Linked DNA regions of Mus musculus: regions 1 and 3 are each linked to region 2. Evidence: chromatin contacts called from public HiCAR-type data. All regions are on one chromosome and are shown on one strand. Each heading gives the region's core, a stretch centred on a gene start, on an enhancer-like site or on the middle of the called end of the contact. The rest is flanking DNA. Distances are from core to core; before and after follow the strand shown.

Region 1 (2,700 bases), core at 96-2,595, 360 kb after region 2:
CATGATAAAATAATGACAAAGTAGCCTGACTATTAAGCAAGATAGACTGGAAAGCTGTCACCATGGGGCTGTGTACCTTCACAGCTGTCAAACTGACTCTCTAGTAGGGAGGTGCTTCCGTCTATCAGACAGTGTCTGGTGACTTGTTACAAAGAGACTCTCTGTCAGCTCTTGCAGGTAGAATTCTTCCCAGGATGCTTTTTGAGATTGGCTTTCTATCTGGGACTCTGACCTCTGGCTTCACTACCAGAGGAGACATCTGGGAAGAGCCATGGAACAGGTCCTCCCTGCCTTCACCATCATCCTTTGCTGATGGACGGAGGTTGGAATTAACAGTGTCAGCTTAATTCCTTCTCAGCACTTAAAGCTTTGAGATATCAGGACCCGACCCTGTGCTGGAACATCATGTAAGGTTTAATCCCACCCATGCCATTAGATTAATAGAGTCACTGGTAGATGTCCATTCCCTTCATGTTTGTCCTTGATAAAGACCCTTTATGTAAATGCCCCAAGAATAAGAATTTCGGTTAACTCATTTCCCTATCTCTAGTGTCTAACACAGCCAGACACAGACATGCTGCTTGGCAAATCCTTTTCATTCATTAAGCAAATAGCCCTAGGTATTTGGACAAGTAAAATCCTCATCACATCTACAATTGAGTGGGCAAGATGGTGAAACAATAAATGTAAATGCATATTATATCTTGGGTCAAGAGTTAAAAAGGAAAAGAACAGGTTTGATGGAAGAGCTAATTAGCATGATTGATAGCTGAATGACAATAAATGTCTTTGACTCCTAACTCTGAACCTGTCTCATTTGTTCTCTGAAAACAGTAATCATCGCTATTATGTTCATTGTTGCAACTGCTACTCCTGTTTCTTATGTATGCATTGCATTCTAAATTTTATGTTAGTGTTATATAAATTCATGAACTAACCTTGCCTAATAGGCCTCCTTATTTCAAATGAATGAGACAAGACCCAGAAATATTCTTCATATGATGAGATAGCTAGTGTCATAGATGGTGCTTGAACCAAAGCTGGTCACACAGTCTTCTGTTCTGAGAAAAGGGAATGTCTCCTGAACTCCTAAGTGACCACTGCAGGTTCAACCTGGATCCCAGTTTGAGAAGCCCCAAATCATATTATATGGCAAAAGCCTCATTCCATTAGATTAAAGGGCAAAATGAAAACAACCATAACAAAAACGAGTTGCTGGAGAGTATTAGGAAAATAAGGAAAATAATTTTGCCTTGGCCATCTCATGGTCACCTTCCAGCAGTAGTAAGCCATCACCATGGCAATGGGAGAAAAATTAATGTTGAATGTTGAGTCATTTTAAAAAGCCACATCAACAGCATACCGAGCTGATGCTGTAAGCTCTCTGCTACAGCTGGTCTGACAGTGCTAGAGGCATGGTGTCGAGCTCCATGCTGGAGGGACGAGGGGGGACTTAAGCTCAGCCTTGGAAGATTTAAGTCTGAGCCTTAACTGTATCCTGTGGACTTCAGCAAGTCTACTGACAAACATGAGAGGCGATCATATTAAGTCAGTATTACTATAGTAGCTTTCTGGAAGTCCGTTCAAACCTCCGTAAAATAGAACAGTGATATTTCATAACCATCGTCAGGAGGTTTGATATAATGAGGGATATGGAAGTGCTTAGTAAACTGTAATGTGATTAACATTTTCCAGCCAGGTTTGGAAGAACTCATGCTGGAGTGAGGTAGACAGGGCTGCTCTCTCTCCTTTGTCTTAGTAAAAAGCCCAAGGCTCAGATATTCAGAGCCTCAGCTTCCCAGCAACATTTCCTATTATAAATCTGCAACATGCCCTGCCTGATTTACACAATCTGGGCTCTCTTCATTCTCCCTGCACTTCAGTTTACCCCATGGAAAATGGGGATGACACCAGTGCTCTCTTAGTAAGGTGGGAGATGAGGCTTAAATGAGTCCTGGAAGGGCACAGAAAGGCTGGCTGCCTGGCAGGCCGCCATAAGTGTTAACAGCAGGGATGGCAGAGGAGAAGAGGAAGGAGCAGGAAGAACATTTGAAATGACATATGTATGTCAAGCTCAACACCTCCGTGGGGCACTGATGGCAGTACTCACACTCACCAGATGCTCTGGTGCCTTTTAGAGTGCTCCGATCAGTCACAGGCCCCTTTCTGTCTTCAGAGGAGTCTTGCCTACAGTGGCTTTGTATCAGACCCAGTTTTAGGCCTGCCTTTCTTTCTATGCTGTTTTAGGTAGGAAGAGAGAACCGGACCAAAGGCTTGATAGAAACAAGAGGAAGCTTTACTAATGAAACAAGTTCTCTACAAGTGATGATTTCCCAAACACTGCGCTCTGACATGTTAAAAGACAACACTGGGAAGCACTGGCCTGGACAGTACTCAAATTAACTATGTGATGGAAAATGCTCAAGTTAAATTAACTAAATATCTTCATAGTGCAAGTCCATCGAGATGTTAATATATAAATACGCTTCTGAACCTCCTGGATTGGGTGTCATACAGATGTAATGGTGCCCGATTTTACTTAACCAAAGAATTGGCATTTTGCTAGTCTTTTCTAAGGACAAAAGAGTGGTAGATGCTGTGTAAGCCAGCAGTTAAGGTCCTCAAAGGTGACAAGAGGTACCATAAAAAGAACTGGAAGATTTCTACTAGTCCTGTGTCTATTTAATGAAAAGAACAAGG
Region 2 (2,700 bases), core at 12-2,511:
AGACTTCTGAAGAAACTTGTTTGCCACAGGAACACGCACAAATATCATAAGCCAGGAAATGGGCTCGTAAAAGACACCAATCTTTTGTTGCCTTGATCTTATATTCCAAAGGCCCCAAAACCATGAATAAAAAGTTTTTGTTACCTTCTTAACATATTTTGTTAACCTCCCAAACAGGGTAAGATAGCATTTTATTTTCACTTCCTTCTCTCTCCTGTTGCAAATCCTTTGCCTATAAGGGATTATTAGTAAGTCAGAGTAAACATCAAAAAATTTATGTAAGGATTGCTAAGAAAGCTGGTTGGAGTTGGGAAGGGAACTGAATATAGAACATTTTTGATGTTCCAGTCTGGAGAAGCAGAAGGTACGGCAGCTTTGTAGATCAATTTGGCTACTTTTGATTGAAGTGGAAATTCTAGGCATGGACGGAAGAGTAACTGAGTAAGATGTGAATGAACAGAAAGAGAAGGAGATGTGTGTGAGGAAGAAAGCTCAAGATGTCTGTGAAAATTGGACTCAGAAGTCGAATACTGAGAAGTTGAACAGTCAGCGTGACATACCTTTTCTGAGTGATCACCTAGAAGGGCCTCACTCTGATGATGTGTATATCCACAAGCTCTTCAGTTACTTTGTTCATGATGGGCTCCAAGGATGCTGCTGTTGGTCAAGATGCATTCTCTGTGACTGTGCTGCTCACAGCCTAAGGCTGATTAAACAGAGAAGCACAATGTCAGATATTCATGATGATAAGCTGAACACCTTACCTTGACATGAACTTTCAGGAAGACTTCTCATAGGAAAGGTGAGGCTGGGGTTAGAATTATCTAGACAGTGATGAGGTAACAAAAGAAAAGCACCAACAAGAAATCCCAGCTTCTGCAAAGAGCCAGGGGTGTGTGATGCTTGGTGTACTTCCATGTCCTTATATGAGTGGGAAGGAAAGGAAAGAGGTACTGATGCAAGACTTATGTCATGAATAACTTTGTTTGTCATGCTAAGCACTGATGCTGTGTTCTCAAGGCTATTGGATCTATTTAAAGACTATCCTATAGAACTATAATCTTAAGTCACTGACATGGAACTACTGGAATATGTTTAATGGTTCCAAGCTCTGAGTCGAAGGCTCTGGTATCTGGGCTGAAATTCATGAAACCGTTGGCTTCTTGCTTTGCTTTGGGATCTGGGACTTACTCGACTGGCTCAGAGCATGGACTCATTTTTATGATGTTGAGCCACTGGGTGGATCTTTTATAGGTGATTCCTTCCAGAAATGAGCTGTACACCCATGATGTCAGAGGGTGGGGCATGGGGAATGGAGTAGGGTGTAACAGCTACTATCACAGTCTCTTTCCTCCTAAGAAAATGCAAAGATCTGCCCAGTTTCTGAGCAAGGGATGCTTTCAGTTCTGGGGAAATTTAGCCTTTCACAAACATGACAATTATATCCAGAGACTGAAGGATTGTGAAAAGACCTCAAACATTCTACATGAGCTGATTTAGGCAGCTTGGCAAACTTGAGGAAGTTCATTGGTTCCTTGGGTCCTAATTCCCTTTGCTACAGGAGAGGTGATCATGAATCTATTGAAGGCTATTAGAACATCAGAAGTGAAAAAATTGTAAATCTTTAGGGATACATATTAGTTCTGTCTCCAAAGAATTTTTCTTGTGGATTTTCATTCTCTTATTAGGAATCTAGGGCCATCCCAGTTCAACTTTTCTATCCCATTATTATAATTTAAAAATATTATGTAAAGTCATGAGAATCATTAACAAAGCAAAGAAATTGGCTCATTTCCTCATCTAGTATAATCAAGTATACTAAGTCAGGCACCATGGGTTCATTGATTTGAAATGCAAATAGCTTCTACATCATGCTGTGCCTCTGACCAAGTCACTTTTCAATAAAATAAGATTCTTTTTGTTGTGATGCATTCTGGAGCAAGCAAATAAATGAGTGAGTTTCAGCAAGTCAGGCTTGCTAAGATGAATAGGCTACTGACCACTGAATGGTATCTCTCCTGATCTGTTTACAGAGGTTCTGTGAGTTTCCATGTCAACCTGTAAGTAAGCTAGGAAAAAAAAAAATCCTCCAGGGGAAAAGAGTTAAAAAGTTCATGCTTCAAGAATGAATCATGAAATATTCCAAGAATGTTTGAGAGAAATATGGCATGCCCCAGGGGACCCCCAGGGAGAAAGAGGGGGACAGCTGCAGCCACCACACGCTGAGTCCAGTGTGGTGTCTGGTCCATAGACTAGTTTTGCCTGCAGCCACAGATTGAAAGGTATGCTAGTGAACCGAGAGACATAGACTTCTCCCAGTGCCATGAGCCCTTCTGGGATGAAAAAAATGACCTTCAGTAGCTTCTAACTTAAGTCTTTAATTTCAAATATCATCTTCATTACAAATTTAAATCTTGACAGAACTAGAAATCCATTAGATGTTTTCTTTTTACAGACATCTTCTGTCTTGCTACAAAGTTTTCTCATTTAGATGCTCATTAGACACTTGGCGTTTGGAAGAACGAGAGCGTCACTCCTAAGCAGGGTATCTGTGGGGCAGCTGAATACCCACTGTAGCTGTGCTTTTCAAAATCACAGGCTAAGCTCCCAAGCACAACTAAACTGGAATAAAATCACAGCATTCCAGTTTTCCCTTTTTCTTATGAGAAGATGAAGATGACTAGGACAGATTCATCCATG
Region 3 (2,700 bases), core at 192-2,691, 350 kb before region 2:
TAAACGTGGGGGCTGATCTGGCTAGCGGCACAGCTGTGGGGAAGACAAGGTAAAGGAGGAAGTGGAGGAGAGGAAGAAACAAGGAGTTGGAGGAAGTGGGAAACAGGAGGAGGAAGAGTAGGTGGCCAGGAAGAGGAGGAGGAAGAGGAAATGCCTGTGGGAAAGAAACTGTCCCAACTAAACACCTAGAAGCTCTCAGCTGCTGAAGAAGTCCAGTCTGCAACCAGGAGGAGAAAGGCCACTTCCCCAGAGGATCTCTGAGACCTTGCCATTTGTATACACACATCTGAAGAGGGATCAGGTGGCACCAGTCTGCCTAGGTCACCTAGGTTTAGCTTCCCACTCAGCACTGCCAGCTTAGGGCTAGACTCTGGGAAGTCTGGTTCACTTGGGCCAAGTCTATGAGGACTGGTCTGGGTGATGCTCTCAGAAGCCAGACACATAAAGGGCCTGCTCTAGAAGTTAGAGACTGACCCAGACAAGCACATTTGAATATCTTCTGCAAGACTTCAGGACGGCAGGAGGATGGGTCAGAGCTGGAGGGGAAGGAATAAATGGCCTGACTAATGTTTTATGAATGTACATGGCCAAAGGACAATTTATTATTATTATTATTATTATTATTATTATTATTATTATTATTATTATTATTATTTTAATGTGTGCACACATGTGCACACATAGGCCAGAGAAGTGCATCAGGTGTCTTGCCTTCCTCTATCACATTCCTTTTGAAGTTTGAGAGACTGGGTCTCCCACTGAATCTAAAGCTTAACATTTCAGTTGGGTTGGCTGGCTAGCAAGCTCCTGGGCATGCCTGGCTTGGGGATTCAGAGTTTATCCACCGACTTAGAAGTGAATGATCTCTGAGCTAAAAGAATAAAGAAAGTATCCTTTGCTAAAAGTCTCCTTCAGGTAGACACTGGGAGAAGCATCAGAATTAGAGAAATGATTGCCGCGATCCTGGGTGTTGCATGCCTGGCACATGCTAGAGACTGTCCTATTAATACTTTACAGTCACCAGCCTGGAGAAGATCTACAGGAGAGCAGTATCACACCAGGTAAGAGTTGTAGGCAGAGCCAGCCGCTGGGCCTGCCGACTAGGGCCTGCAGTCCTTTGCCCCCTCACATTGGCAAGTTCTGAGGGTCTGTCTCCCTTTCTTGGAACAGCAGACAGCAGACAGCAGACAGCTCAGCAGGCCCTTGGCTTGGCTGCTGGAAAGGGCTCCCAGAAGGCCCCCCAGGCCATTGTAGCTGTAAGCAGCTTGTTTCCCAGTGCCCCAACACAGTTGATCCTCTGCAGGAAAAATTTCAGGTTTCTTTGCCTGGGGCAGTCCTGTAGCATACCCGATTGCAAATAGAGCCCAGGAGCTGATGGAGACTTAGGATAAGAGCTGGGAGGGAGGAAGGGAGGGCCAGGGGCAAAGTAAAGCGGGTGGGTGGGGCTGGCAGCCAGTGTTCCCTGGAGGGAGCAGGCAGGCTCAGGGGACCAGCTTCCTTGTAAACAGTGTAGAGCCAACTCTAAAAATACTCCTGCCCTAGACAGGGCGAACTCAGCTCTGCGGTCCTCTTCCAGAGCCTTCCCGGGGCCTCCCCCCTTTCCTGAAAGGTCAAGGGGATGGGAAGAAAGTCCCTTTGCAAAGGGTAGGATTTCCTCAGCAAGGCAGGCCCAGCGGTGCTTCCTTCCTCTGGAAAACAGAAGGAGGATAATCTCCGGTTTTACAAACAAGGATATGGAGGGAAACCTGGTTTTCCTGAACTGTCACGGGAGACCCGAGTTTACCTCGGGTTCAAGGATGGAACGTGATTCACAGCTGGAGCAAAGGGGGCCTGGAAAGGACCCCTGGGCAGTAGTCCTCAGCTCAGCTCGTGCCCTCATTAGGCCTCTGACCTATGAGTCAACCACCCGATGCCTCAGTTTCCACAATTATAGAAGAGGATAATCACAGTGCTTACTTTACTTGGCTACGGAGAAGGCCAAATGAAGTGCCCTTTTCACAGCTCTTTACACGGGGCCCGGCACGTGCTAAGCACGCAAAATGTGCTTATTATGCTTCGAGTAGAGATAATAACCGGAGATTTCGTTTTAATGGGGGAAACTAGCAGGGAGGCAGACTGGCGGTGTGCACGGGAGCAGGCTAAAGGGCCGAGCCTTGGAAGATTCAAACCTGTTATTTGACAGATGGGGAAACTGGTCCCAGGGAGCAAAAAGGAGATGCCCTAAAAACACTGTTAACCAATTCGATGCTGTCGGTTCAGTGTAAGAGAAAAGGGTGATGAAGACCACCATTTGTGCTGCGCCACAATGGGCAAGAGAGGTCCCTGGTCTACAGAGTATATTTATATGTGAAATGCTCTTTCTTAGGGAGACAGTGAGAACTATCCCAGGACTGAGTTCTGTAGTCGGGGAAAGGAGGAGACACTTGGCAGCATGTTGGACCCATTGAACAGGAAGACCCATCTTCACGTTGGTGGTAGTTGTAGACCATGCCTTTGTACCCAAGGATCATGGAAGGGAGATGTAGGCAGGAGGTGCTCAGTTTTACCTGCAGACAGATCTTCAGTCCTGTGCAGTCTGGTGCAGTAAACACTAGCCACATTAAACTTCTGACCACCAGATTTCAAAGGCTATTTTTAAAGAAGCCAGTGAAATGCCTTACTAATATTTTTAATGGGCTACAGGGTTGAAAGGATGGTTTC

Evidence for each region. HiCAR-type assays count read pairs that join an accessible place to other places.
Region 1: a contact with region 2 is called in a HiCAR-type map of fibro-adipogenic progenitors, with 3 times the contacts expected there. The contact joins two enhancer-like sites. A contact is called at or near these places in 3 of 15 datasets of contacts at CTCF or cohesin (the NIH/3T3 cell line and large pre-B cells), 2 of 484 Hi-C or Micro-C datasets (the C10 cell line and bone marrow-derived macrophages) and 2 of 115 datasets of contacts at active chromatin or transcription factors (embryonic fibroblasts and fibro-adipogenic progenitors).
Region 3: a HiCAR-type map of fibro-adipogenic progenitors shows a contact between it and region 2, with 4 times the contacts expected there. The contact joins two enhancer-like sites. A contact is called at or near these places in 1 of 484 Hi-C or Micro-C datasets (embryonic fibroblasts) and 4 of 115 datasets of contacts at active chromatin or transcription factors (embryonic fibroblasts, embryonic limb bud, embryonic stem cells and 1 more).

Annotation. Positions count from the first base shown.
Region 1 is chr4:95,864,081-95,866,780 of GRCm38.p6, forward strand. All of the region lies in intron 14 of Fggy (FGGY carbohydrate kinase domain containing), which reads left to right. Among named protein-coding and RNA genes, the nearest start is that of Hook1, 100 kb to the right of the region's middle. Within about 2 kb of position 1,346, at least 13 of the 459 cell types and tissues checked have an H3K27ac peak or open chromatin away from gene starts, as enhancers often do. A contact at or near this core is called in fibro-adipogenic progenitors, where this site is marked.
Region 2 is chr4:95,499,205-95,501,904 of GRCm38.p6, forward strand. No RefSeq gene overlaps it. Among named protein-coding and RNA genes, the nearest start is that of Gm830, 13 kb to the left of the region's middle. Within about 2 kb of position 1,262, at least 19 of the 459 cell types and tissues checked have an H3K27ac peak or open chromatin away from gene starts, as enhancers often do. A contact at or near this core is called in fibro-adipogenic progenitors, where this site is marked.
Region 3 is chr4:95,152,575-95,155,274 of GRCm38.p6, forward strand. It overlaps Junos (a long non-coding RNA gene), which reads left to right. Exons shown (of 5, transcript XR_867920.3): 3 at 1,018-1,061. Among named protein-coding and RNA genes, the nearest start is that of Gm12708, 39 kb to the right of the region's middle. Within about 2 kb of position 1,442, at least 91 of the 459 cell types and tissues checked have an H3K27ac peak or open chromatin away from gene starts, as enhancers often do. A contact at or near this core is called in fibro-adipogenic progenitors, where this site is marked.